Linked DNA regions of Mus musculus: regions 1, 2 and 3 are each linked to region 4. Evidence: chromatin contacts called from public Hi-C and Micro-C data. All regions are on one chromosome and are shown on one strand. Each heading gives the region's core, a stretch centred on a gene start, on an enhancer-like site or on the middle of the called end of the contact. The rest is flanking DNA. Distances are from core to core; before and after follow the strand shown.

Evidence for each region. Hi-C and Micro-C count contacts between places; a contact is called where the count stands out from the background.
Region 1: a contact with region 4 is called in a Micro-C map of the G1E-ER4 cell line, with 11 times the contacts expected there. The contact joins the promoter of Bod1l here to the promoter of Wdr1 in region 4. A contact is called at or near these places in 1 of 39 promoter capture datasets (liver) and 5 of 484 Hi-C or Micro-C datasets (CD4 T cells, CD8 T cells, the G1E-ER4 cell line and 2 more).
Region 2: a contact with region 4 is called in a Micro-C map of embryonic stem cells, with 3 times the contacts expected there. The contact joins the promoter of Nkx3-2 here to the promoter of Wdr1 in region 4. A contact is called at or near these places in 2 of 39 promoter capture datasets (cranial neural crest and second pharyngeal arch cranial neural crest) and 1 of 484 Hi-C or Micro-C datasets (embryonic stem cells).
Region 3: a Hi-C map of CD8 T cells shows a contact between it and region 4, with 6 times the contacts expected there. The contact joins the promoter of Cpeb2 here to the promoter of Wdr1 in region 4. A contact is called at or near these places in 4 of 484 Hi-C or Micro-C datasets (CD4 T cells, CD8 T cells, embryonic stem cells and 1 more).

What each region holds. Positions count from the first base shown.
Region 1 is chr5:41,842,859-41,845,575 of GRCm38.p6, forward strand. Bod1l (biorientation of chromosomes in cell division 1-like) reads right to left here and starts at 1,457. Exons shown (of 26, transcript NM_001310601.1): 1 at 1,074-1,457. The coding sequence starts at 1,310.
Region 2 is chr5:41,762,970-41,765,669 of GRCm38.p6, forward strand. Nkx3-2 (NK3 homeobox 2) reads right to left here and starts at 1,251. Exons shown (of 2, transcript NM_007524.3): 1 at 510-1,251. The coding sequence starts at 975. It overlaps Gm46910 (a long non-coding RNA gene), which reads left to right. Exons shown (of 2, transcript XR_001784850.2): 1 at 1-34; 2 at 1,855-2,116.
Region 3 is chr5:43,231,911-43,234,610 of GRCm38.p6, forward strand. Cpeb2 (cytoplasmic polyadenylation element binding protein 2) reads left to right here and starts at 1,343. Exons shown (of 12, transcript NM_001368806.1): 1 at 1,343-2,700. The coding sequence starts at 1,553. All of the region lies in intron 1 of Gm7854 (predicted gene 7854), which reads right to left.
Region 4 is chr5:38,560,347-38,563,046 of GRCm38.p6, forward strand. Wdr1 (WD repeat domain 1) reads right to left here and starts at 1,353. Exons shown (of 15, transcript NM_011715.3): 1 at 1,170-1,353; 2 at 734-855. The coding sequence starts at 1,185.

The sequences.
Region 1 (2,717 bases), core at 207-2,706, 3.3 Mb after region 4:
CAACCTTGGCTTGCTGCCAAGATGACAGTTTCCCTGCTAAAGCTCGCTTCCACGTCGGTGCTGGGTGCCTGCAGCCCTCCCCTTCTGCTTGGTTAGGGAACCTTTCTGCTGACCCTTGCCTCTCTGTCCTCTGTCTCCTAACATATAACCTAACACACACCCCCTCCCCTTTCCTTCTTTCACTTCAAGTTGCTGTCATTTCCTCTCCACAGATTTCCAACGGAATGGCTGGCTCCATGCGCTATACCTCTCTTTCTCTCTGTCTGTCTGTCTGTCTGTCTGCCTCTTCTCATCTTAGTAAACTACTAAGCCAGGCAGCCATTGCAAAAGATCAAACGACAGTCCCATCTCCCAACCCACTTTTTTTCTCTGCCCAACTTTGCCTCTCTACCTTTGCAAGTTCACCCGCCCCTCAACATCCAGCAAAATACATTGTAAATCGTTGCCTTACCGTTTTACGATATCTGCAAACGCTACATTTGTTGCATTTACAAGCCGAAGAAACTTTTGGTAGAAAAAAAAAACCAATTTAGGTGAAAAAAGTAAGTAGGTAGTGGTGGCACACGCCTTTAATCCCAGCACTTGGGAGGCAGAGGCAGGCGGATTTGAATTCAAGGCCAGCCTGGTCTACAGAGTTCCAGGACAGCCAGGGCTACACAGAGAAACCTTGTCTCGAAAAACAAAAGAATGAACTCTAAACCGAGTCCCGTTTGCCTTAGTGCTTCTAAACCAGTCTCCCTAGGAACGACTTGGGTCTTGCTTACCACAGTGGTATACTAGCTAAGGCCAAGCATTGCCTGGCACATAATAGGCATTCCAGGCTAGTGTTTCTAGCCGGAGAAAGGAACACAAGGGCAGGGGAATGAATGAACATTCCAAGACTTGCAGAGTGCATGGCACACCGCCGCAAGTCTAACAAACAAACAAACAAGCAAACAAACAAATCAACAAACGAAGCAGCTGCAAAAGGAGCCCTGTATGCAAGACAGTCCCGAGGGTCCGGCTCGGGGAAGTCGCCCCTCGGAGCACACGGGACCCCACTCCCCGCGCCGCCCGCCGCTCTAGCCCCGCACCTTGGTGTCCACATCGGCCAGGCAGTCCCTGCGGAACTGGTCGAAGAGCCCCTGGCTCTTGAGGTGGTTTACGATCATGGCAACGAGCTGCGGGTCCCCAGCACCAGCCCCCGCGCTTCCCGGCCCGCTCGCTCCCGGGCCAGCCCCAGGGCCAGGCGGCGGAGGCGGCGGCTGTGGTTGCGGTGGCGGCGGCGGAGGCGCGGGCGGCGGTGGCTGCGGCTGCGGGTTGGTGGCCATGGCGTCCCGGACCGGGGAGCCCGCGAGCCCAGGCGGGCAGGCGCTCCGAGGAAGGCGGCTACACAGGTCCCGCCGCCTGAGGGAAGCCAACGGGATGTTGTTACGGAACCAGCGGATCTAGAGCAACCCCGGAAGTGAAAAGGAACTGAGGGAAAGGAGGAAAAGGCGGTGACAGCAGCAACTCAAGTCTGGCTACCGGGGCCGCGGCGGGCCAATTCCAGCCGCCTCGAGGCGCGGGCGCCCTCACGAGGCTGAGACGGGCGGGAACAAGTTGTGGTGGCGGCTGCCGCCGGGGAGCGAAACAGAGAGCCGGGTAGGAGCGTGCGCCCGCTGGCTCTCCACCTGTAGCTTCAGCTCAGAGGAGGCAGGAGTGAAGCGTTGGTTTAGTTTCACTGTTGCGGCTGCCCCAAGCCCGCCGCAGTGCGAAGCAGCCGTGGACTTTCTTTCTTTCTTTCTTTCTTTCTTTCTTTCTTTCTTTCTTTCTTTCTTTCTTTCTTTCTTTCTTTCTTTCTTTCTTTCTTTCTTTCTTTCTTTCTTTCTTTCTTTCTTTCTTTCTTTCTTTCTTTCTTTCTTTCTTTCTTTCTTTCTTTCTTTCTTTCTTTCTTTCTTTTTCCACCCACCCATCCCATTCTTCTGGTGTGTCTATCTCACTTGCTCCAACCTACAACCTCCCATTACTGTCTCTTAAGTAAGCTACGAGGGTTTTGCTGCACATGACGGTACTAGCGAGTGAAATCTGTATAGAGTTGTGTCTCAGGCATGACCCGTACACGCGTTAAGGCGTTTAGTCCTTGGGTGACACCTAAGACTGAGTCCTTGTATGATCGGGCTAGTTTTATGTCACCTTGACACAAGCTAGAGTCATCTATGAGGAGAGCACCCTAGTTAAGAAGAATGCCTCCCTAAGATCTGGCTCTAGGCAAGCCTGTGGGATGTTTTCTTAATTAATGTAGGATTAACTAATTAATTGATGTAGGAGGGTCCAGTCCATTGGAGGGGGCTACCCCTAGGCTGGTGGTCTTGAGTTCTGTAAGAAAGTATGCAGAGTAAGCCAGAGGGAGCAAGCTACTCGAGTACTCCAGGACCCTTGCCTTGGCTTCTGCCTCCAGGTTCCTGCCCTGTTTGAGTTCCTGTCCTGACTTCCTCTGATGAGAATGAACAGTGATAATGAAAGTATAAACCAAATTGCCCGCACCCCGCACCCCAGTTGCTTTTGGCCCTGGTGTTTCATTGTAGCAGTAGTTACACTCAGACATTCTACTAATTCCAATTTGCACATCAGGAAACCACGTAAATCATACAGAGTTGCACAGCGGGGGGGAAATCGCCTGACCTGGGACGGCGTTGTCTTTAAAATCTGTTCTTAAAGCTGAGTGGTGGTGCTTTTAATCCAGAAGCAGAGGCATG
Region 2 (2,700 bases), core at 1-2,500, 3.2 Mb after region 4:
TCAACCACACTTCCCCACCATCTCCCGCCTTCAGGTAACTGCTACTTTTGTTTCTAGCTCCCTAGGTACTCAGCCAAAGGCTGTTTTGCCAGTCCTGGGGTAAGGGAAGTTAAACGCGCCCTTTCCCAAGGCTCCCCACTCCTACGCTGTGACAGGATCTGCAGTCGTTGGCATGGCTGTGTCAGGGATCTACCTCATAGATTTTTGGTCCCCCTTTCCTAAATCTAGAGATTTTAAATGGGCACAGCTGAGGCACTGCAGATGAACTCAAAGTTCTTGGTGCAGAGCGCAGGCCACATAGTACCAGGACACCCGGCTCTAAGAAGCTCACTTGCTTCAGGTTTGGGGCAGCGCGCGCCAACGCGAAGAACTTGGAGACTTCGCTAGCACTAAGCCCGGCAGGGCGTCGTGTTCCCACAGTAGGCCCACCCCGCCTCAGAGTGCTTGACCTCTTAACCCACCCCCTTCAGCCCAGCCCCCTTCCTGGAGAACCCCCCGCAGCAGCAGACCTGAAACGCTGGCTGACATCTCGCTGTCGCTGCGGACCGGGGCTTCCTCCTCCAGGTCCTTGGCGGCGTGCAGCTCGCAGCCTGGCTGGTCCAGGCCCAGGGTCACCCTGGCGCGGCCGGTTCCACTGGCTCCCGGGACATCGGCGCAGCGCCTCCTGCCCTCGTTCTCTTCGCTCAGGGCTGAGTCTGAGTCCCAACCTCCCGGACTCTCTGCGCTCTGCCCCACGGCTGTTCTGGTTCGGGCGGGAGATGCCAGAAGAGAGTCCTCGGCGCCCCCCAGCGCACCGGCCTCGGTCTCCCCGAAGATCCGCCAGCAGCAGACGGCGGGCGCCGCGGTCACCGCCACCTCTGTGCCCCCTGGTGCCGGGCGCCCCTCCGGCGTAGCCAACCCGCCGCGCTCCTCTTTCTTGTTGAGGATCGCCTGGATGGAGAAGGGCGTCAAGGTGCCGCTGCCGCGCACAGCCATCTGCGCCGCAGATCGGAGCCGGCAGCCAGGAGGGCAACTGGGGCGCGGGGACAGCTTCGAGCCTGACACGGAGCTCTGGGCGACCTCAGCGCGAGTGAGAGGGGCGCGCCAGGCCCCCGCAACCCACTCCTGCGCAGCACAGCAGCCCCCGCCCCCCTCAGTTCCAGGATCCGCGCCGACCCTCACCCCACCTCACAGGCCCACCTCGCCAGGACCCCCTCCCCTGGAATCCAGCGCCAGATGCTCTTCTCCTACAGCCCGGCCGATTATCTCTTCGCCCGTGGCCCTCTGGGGACCGGCCCGGGTCTGTCCTCTGGGGAGAGGCCGGCGAGAATTGTCAAGGGTCCTCTCCGCGTCTGCAGTCGCCTCCGGAGCGCCGCCGAGGCGCACCGCCCAAAGTCACTTTTTCTGTGCGCCTCTGTCTTCCCGGCCTGTAGGGCTTCGCTCCTGGCGGGTCCTCCCTCTTCCCCTCTGGGCTGGCTTTTCCGGAGCCTACTCCTCTGGCGCCCGCAGTGACAGCTGAGGCCCCTAAAATCGGAGAAGAGCGGGGACACCTTTTACCCTCTGCCGGGGTTTTATCTGTTTCTTCTCTTTGCTTCTGCGTTCCACTGTACCCCCCCCCCCCTCCCATCAGAGTGTCATTCCTCACCGCTGAGTGACAGCATCGGGCCACGCCCCTTCACTAGCTGTCCTGGGCTCTCCCGGCAGTGGATTGGCTGGTTCCAACTGGAGGCCGTTGACTTTAAGAGACTCTAGTCCACCAGTTGAGTAGCAAAAGACAGGGTCTGATTTAACCCCTTCCCTCCTAAACCTGGTTCTCAGTAGCATCCTTCAGCATCGAGGAGAACCATCATCCCGAAACTTTGTTTCTGATTTCAGTTCCGATAACCATCGACTCTAGCGCTTTTCTGGAACACCAGTATGAACCCCAGCTCAAAATTTCGGCGAAAACTCAACAGAAAGCATCTCCAGATGTGACGTATAGTTTCTGTTCTCTAGGAAGGAGCCCAGAGTCGAAGAACAAAATTCATCTTTTTTTTTCCTTCCACTCTTAAAGTTTCTCAGCTGTTTCTCTGCTAATGCTCTTTACTGAAGTAATCTGATAATTAAAATCACTCTACTAAGTACTCCTATCATTTTACGTTTGATTGGATTGGATTTCTGTAGACGACTTAAAAAGCTAGGTTGAAAAATATTAGTTAAGCACCAAGTGGGGCGAGGAATTGGAAAGCATTTGGGTAGAGAATTTTTGGAGCTGGGTATTCGTCTCCTTGGGCAATCAACTCTGAATTTAATTGGATTTGTTCAATTTGTTTTACATCAAGAAGAAAACATAAAAATGCTTTTAATTTGTTCTTTAAATATTCTGTTTCTTGTGAGTTGAGAAGGAGTAGATAAGTTTGAAAGAGACTAGCTGGGAGTTACACAATAGTGAGATCCAGAACTGAGATTTAATGCCCTTAAAAATAAGAACCAAGTTATTTTACTCACTAGAAGGAAGTAAATACAAAATATAAACATTGTGGTTATGTCAAAACATATGTTGCCTATTTACTAAACATCTTTTTAATGACAAGTTTGTTCAAGTGACAAATCTTACTGACTGCTCCACAAATGTGACCCGAGGCTTGGTCCAATACACAAGCTTGAACCTCTGAACACATTTAAATAGTTGTGATGTTAATTTCAGAAGCTGAGGAGGCCACTTCATTGGTGTCATTAAAA
Region 3 (2,700 bases), core at 93-2,592, 4.7 Mb after region 4:
AAGTATTTTCTTTTTGAAGTGCTGTTCTCTTTTTACTGATTATTTGACTTGCATACTTTTGAAATAAGATGAGGAACCAAATTCAACTGACAGGGGCTTCAGAAAGACATCTACCTAACTTCCTTAAGAGACTAGTAAGTTACAACATCATTAGTCCAGTCTGAATCAACTTTCTGCAAACTGTTGAGATTTCAGTAGGTATTTCTGGAATCCATTCAGTAATTTCAGTTTTCTAAGCACCAGGAAAACTTAAAAATAAAAACTAAGAACATACAATTCTTTATTATGTCGTGTGGATCAGTTATCATTGGACTAAACAGTCAAGTGTGGTTTTCTCTGTGTAAAATGTTCCTGTGGGGAGGAATTACACTGGATTAAGTCCCCATCCAGCGCTCCTCTGTCTACATGGAAAGCCTTTCCCCTTCCACTTTACAAGCCTCAACAAGTCCGCTGCTGAGTCACAATCTCCTTTCCCCCCTGATGTGAGAAATCTTTCTCCCTTGAAAATTAATAAAGCTTCGGAAATGTTCCGATGAGAGTCTCCCGGGGGAAGGAAGCCAGAAAGAACTTGTAGAGGAGGAGTCCGGCACCCCTGGGTTGTGGTGACAGCGCACCCAGGGCTTGCAGCAGCGGGGCCAGGAGGAGCTGGTCTCAGAACCTACTCAGAGCTCTCCTGCGCGAGTAACCACGCAGAGCCCTGTCGGCTCCCAGACTTTGTTCCCCTTGCTGAAGTGGAAATGTTTGCTGCAAAAGGCGCCGGTGTTTCGCGTTTTACTCTTAAAAAACAAACAAAAAAAAATGCCTTCCAGCGGTGGCAAGGGTGGGTGACAGCACGCGCGGCTCGCACCCGACCACAGAGCATGGGACCTTCTAGAGTCCTGCAAGCTTAGCGCCCTAGTCCTGCTAGCAGGTCTGGGACAGCGGCACTTCACGTGACCCCAGGGGCTGGGACAGGGCGGGGCCTGAGGAGGGGGCGCGTGCGACAGGGGACAGGAGGGGCGGTTGCCCAGGAACCGTCCGCAACGCCCGCGCGTGCTCGCCTCCGTGCGCACGCGCACGGTGCTCGAGACCCATTAGCCGTCTCCCCAACTTCCACCGGCTTTTTTTTCACCCCCTTGGGCTCCATTCAAGGTCCTGGACTGAGGGACGCGCCGCGCGCGCCCGCTGCCTCGCAGGGTCCACAACGCACGCTAATGAGGGGCGGGGCGGGGCGAGGCCGGCGGCGGCGGCGGCGGCGCGCTCGCGCGTGCCAGGGCGCGCGACAAGGGGCGGCGCGATTGTGAGGTGGCTGCTGACGCACGTTCCGGGGTTCTTAAGCGGCGAGGGCGGCGGCGGCCGAGGCAGCGGCGGTGGTGCCGGAGCCGGTTCCGGGAGGCGGCGGTGGCCTCCGTGAGGGGCGGCGGGGCCCCAAGTCGGTGCCCCGGCTCAGTCACAGTGTCCCTTTCCCATTGACCCCATCCTTCCACCACGGCCGCGCCGCCACGGCTCCCGGGGCTTTCTAGGCGGGGCAGGGGACGGGGTGCGTCTCCTGCCGCGGCCGCCGGCCTGATAAATGCGGGACTTCGGGTTCGGGGTGCTGCACACTGCCCTGCTGCGCAGCGGCAGCCCACGATCCTCGCCCGGCGGCAGCGCCTACCGGCCCTTCGCCGCCGGGCCGCCCGCCACGCCCTTCGGCCCGCTGTCGCCGCCGCCGTTGCCTGTCACCGGCTTCTCCGAGGCCGCCTCCCCCTTCGCCATCCCCTCGGGCGGCGGCGCGGCCAGCTCAGCCGCAGCTTCCTCTTCCTCCCCGCTCGTGGCGCATCCCCAGGCCGTGCAGGATGAGCTACTGCTCGGGCTGACACAGCAGCCGACGAGGCCGCTCTCGGGGGCGGCGGCCGCAGAGCAGCTCCCCAGCCACCACCCCGGCGGCGGCACGAACGCGGGTGTGACCCACCTCCTCCCCTCCCAGGACTTCAAACCGAGTCTGCACCACCCCTCCTCCTCCTCCGCCTCCTCCTGCTGCTGCTGCCGCACCTCCTCCCCGCAGGACTTCAGTAAGCGGCAGCAGCAGCAGCTGAGCAGCCAGAAGAGGAAAGAGTTGAGCCCGCCACACCGTCCCCACCCTCCGGACGCGAAGCCGCCGCCGCCGCCGCCGCCGCTCCACTGCCCCGGCCGCTTCAGCCCAACACCGCCAACGCCGCCACCACCGCCCGGGCCGCTCCTGCAGTCGGCGCCGCTCGCCCAGCGCTCTCAGCCGTTCAGCCTCCCGCACACGCAGCACCTCCCGCCGCAGGACTTCGCCCAGCGGCAGCGCCCGGTCGACCTGCCCCAGCTCCCGCAGCTCCCGCCCTCGCCGCCCGCAGCTCCGCGGCGCCGCCACGGAGGCGCGGGAAGCCCTCGCCAGACCCCGGCCGCGGGCGAGGGCAGCGCCGCCGAGCCCCCCAATGCGGGCTTGCCCCCCTCGACGCCGCCGGTGAACCCCGCGCCGGGCTCCATGGAGTCGCCCAACCACCCTCTGCTCAACAGCCCCAGCACCCTCCTGCCCGGCGCGGCGCTCGGCACCAGCGCCTTCAGCAGCCTGCAGAGCCCGGACCTGCCGCACCCCGGCGGCGGCGGGGGCGGGGGACCCCCCGGAGGGGGAGGCGGCTCCGCGTCTCCCCCACCGCTGCCCGGCTTCGGCACCCCCTGGTCGGTGCAGACCGCGTCGCCGCCGCCGCCCCA
Region 4 (2,700 bases), core at 103-2,602:
TTTGAGCCACATCCTGGAAATGGAGAGGAGGCCCAGCAGACTGACTCATTTCAACAACCAGAGGAAAAAAACATGAATTTGCAAGGGCCTCCCAAAAAGCTGCTGCTCTGGGGACAGCAGGTCATTTTCAGAGAACCATCCAGAGGAATTCACTAGTTCCTGTTTCCTCTCAGAGACTCAAGTCTGTAACAGTTGGCATTCAGAGGACAGGGTGTGTAGGCCTGGGCTCTAGCATACCAGGAAGCCCAGGGTATTAGGATGATTAAGCACAAGGGCCATTTACCAAGTGCTCCATTTATGCCAGGTACAGACAGCATTAGGACAGCTGACCAGCTCATTCAGCCAGCCAAGGCAGCCAGGGGAAGTGGAGGATCATTTCCCTATCTCCATTTCCCCAATGCGGAAACTGGGCTCAGGAAGGGCCAATCAACAGCCACCCCATGATCAAGCAGCAGCAGACTCAAAGCCCTTGGCTCTAAGGACTGAAGAGACCCAAGTCTTAGTTTGCCAGTCTACGGGGCTGTGGGGGTAGAGGTGGATGACACCACCACCAGTCCAGTCCAGTCCACTGAGCCTCCAAGGTGTGGCTCCTGGGCAGAAGGGGCGTGGCTCCCCTCTCCCCAGGCCAACTGACTGGGAGGTGAGGGGGCGGAAGGGCAAGAATTTCCCGACTCTGAAGGTAGCTCGCAGGGTAGGGACGGAAGCAGGCCCCGCCGGGCACAAGAGTACTCACATCGATGTTTCTTAGGATGACGCACTTGCCATTGGTGTAGAGGAAATGATCGCCCTTGGGGTCTCCACCGAGGATCTTAGAGACGCCCCGCTCCACCTGGGGGAGGCTGGCGAACACCTTCTCTGGGGAGATACAAACCCGGCACGGTGCATGAGGGGCAATCCCGGCCTCGCGGGACCCAGGGAGTTGCAGTCAGTCAGCGCTGGGGGTCCCGAGCCGGTCACCTGTTGCCGCCTGCGGGCACGACCGGCGGACTTCCCGGGCGGCGGCGGTCAGGCCCCGGGGTCCCTCCCGCAGCTCGGCCGGCCCAGTCCACAACGCCCACTCCGGGGTCCCCGGCCCGCACCCCCGCGGCCGTGCAAGACCCCGGCCGCGCCCTCCCGCCTGCACCCGACCCCAGAAGCCGGCGGCCGCGCGCGGAGGCCCACGCACTCACTGATCTCGTACGGCATCCTCGCCCACTTGTTACGGCGCTGCGCTCGAGTGGAACCTCGCAGTGGCCGAGCCCAGGGACAGCGCGGAAGGCGGCGCCGGGCGTGCCGGGCGCGGAGGGGGCGGTCCGAGACCCGGCTCCGAGACCCGTACGCGCCTGCCCCGCGCGCTACCGCTGCGGACAACCCAACCCGGAAGCGCGGCCCCGGCGCGGCTCGCCCCCAGCTTTGACCATATATAGTCAAGCGCTCGGCTCGGAGGCTGCAGCCCCACGAGCCTGCGCGGACACCGCCCCGCCCCGCTTGCGGGCCCGCCCCGGAAGTGACGTGACGCGACCCGTGAAAAGGCGGCGCGGAGGGTTGTAGGTGCGGGGCGGGAGGGTTTTTTTTCTTGGGCTGTCTGCCTTTGCACCGGGAGCCTTCTTGTGGAGCAGATCTTTCTCGAGCTTTCCAACGCCAGCTTGGCGCCCCGGCTTGCAAAAGACTTGAAGCCACTGGGCGTATGGGGTTTTGTTTGTTTGCCTTTCACTGGGTATGTTTAGGAACTTCCCCGTCTCACTCCCTCTCCCTCCTGCATGAAACTTCCTAGTAGCAAAGAAGCCAAGAATAAAGAACTGTAATTCTTAAGGATGGCAGGGGTTGTTTCCTAACACGCTCTGGGGAGGGCGTGAGGGTGGAATTCTTTTCATGGAGAGGGAAAGAAAGCAAAACCTGGAATTTTCTGAGTCTCGCAGGTTTTGATTAGGGCAAGATGAAGTCCTCTGGTTACTTGATTGAAAAGTTCTGAAGCCCTAGTTGGAAACCCGGAAAGTGGGCTTTCAAAGGAGAGCTCTTAGGAATTTGCAGCAAATGAAAAAGTCCATTTCTGCTTTGGAGCCAGGTTTGTTAATTACCCTGCGGACCAGTCCCACCCCACTCTCCTGGTTCACCTGGACACCCACCTGATTCTCCTCTAGCTTATCTTAATCTTAACTGCCATCTAGTTAGCAGTTAAATGAATTTATAGCCTATAGGAGTGCCCAGGTTTCGTAGAGAAGAGTTTAAGTGTACTCGGTAGGTCCTGTGTGGGAACCTCAGTATTTTTTGAAAAGTCTGTTTTCCTTAGTACCTAGTCTCTTGTGCTGATAGACTAGTATTTTTAAGGTTCTATGAATGTTACCCCCTGCCCTCTGTGACCTTTTGTTTGCCAGGATTGCTTGTCTAGGGATCCCACCTGTTATGTTTTATATAAAAAAAGAAAAGAAAAGAAAAAGAAGCCAGGGATATGTTTGGTGGAGGTGCAGTATGTTGTGGGGGAAAGGGGTGCCTCTGAGGGCCCATCCTGAACTGAGGCATCCCCTCCCCCTGAGGTACCAGCCACAGAACAGTATAATATGGAAATAGCTTATTTAGGACATGGGGAGGAGAGTTGAGGGGATAGTAGAGACAGAAAGACAGAGTAGAGGCCAGCCATGAACATTTGGAGTTGGTTTGGGGGGGGGGGGCGGGGATCCGGAAGAAAAGGGACAGAAGAGGAAGGGAGCAAGAGAAGAGAAT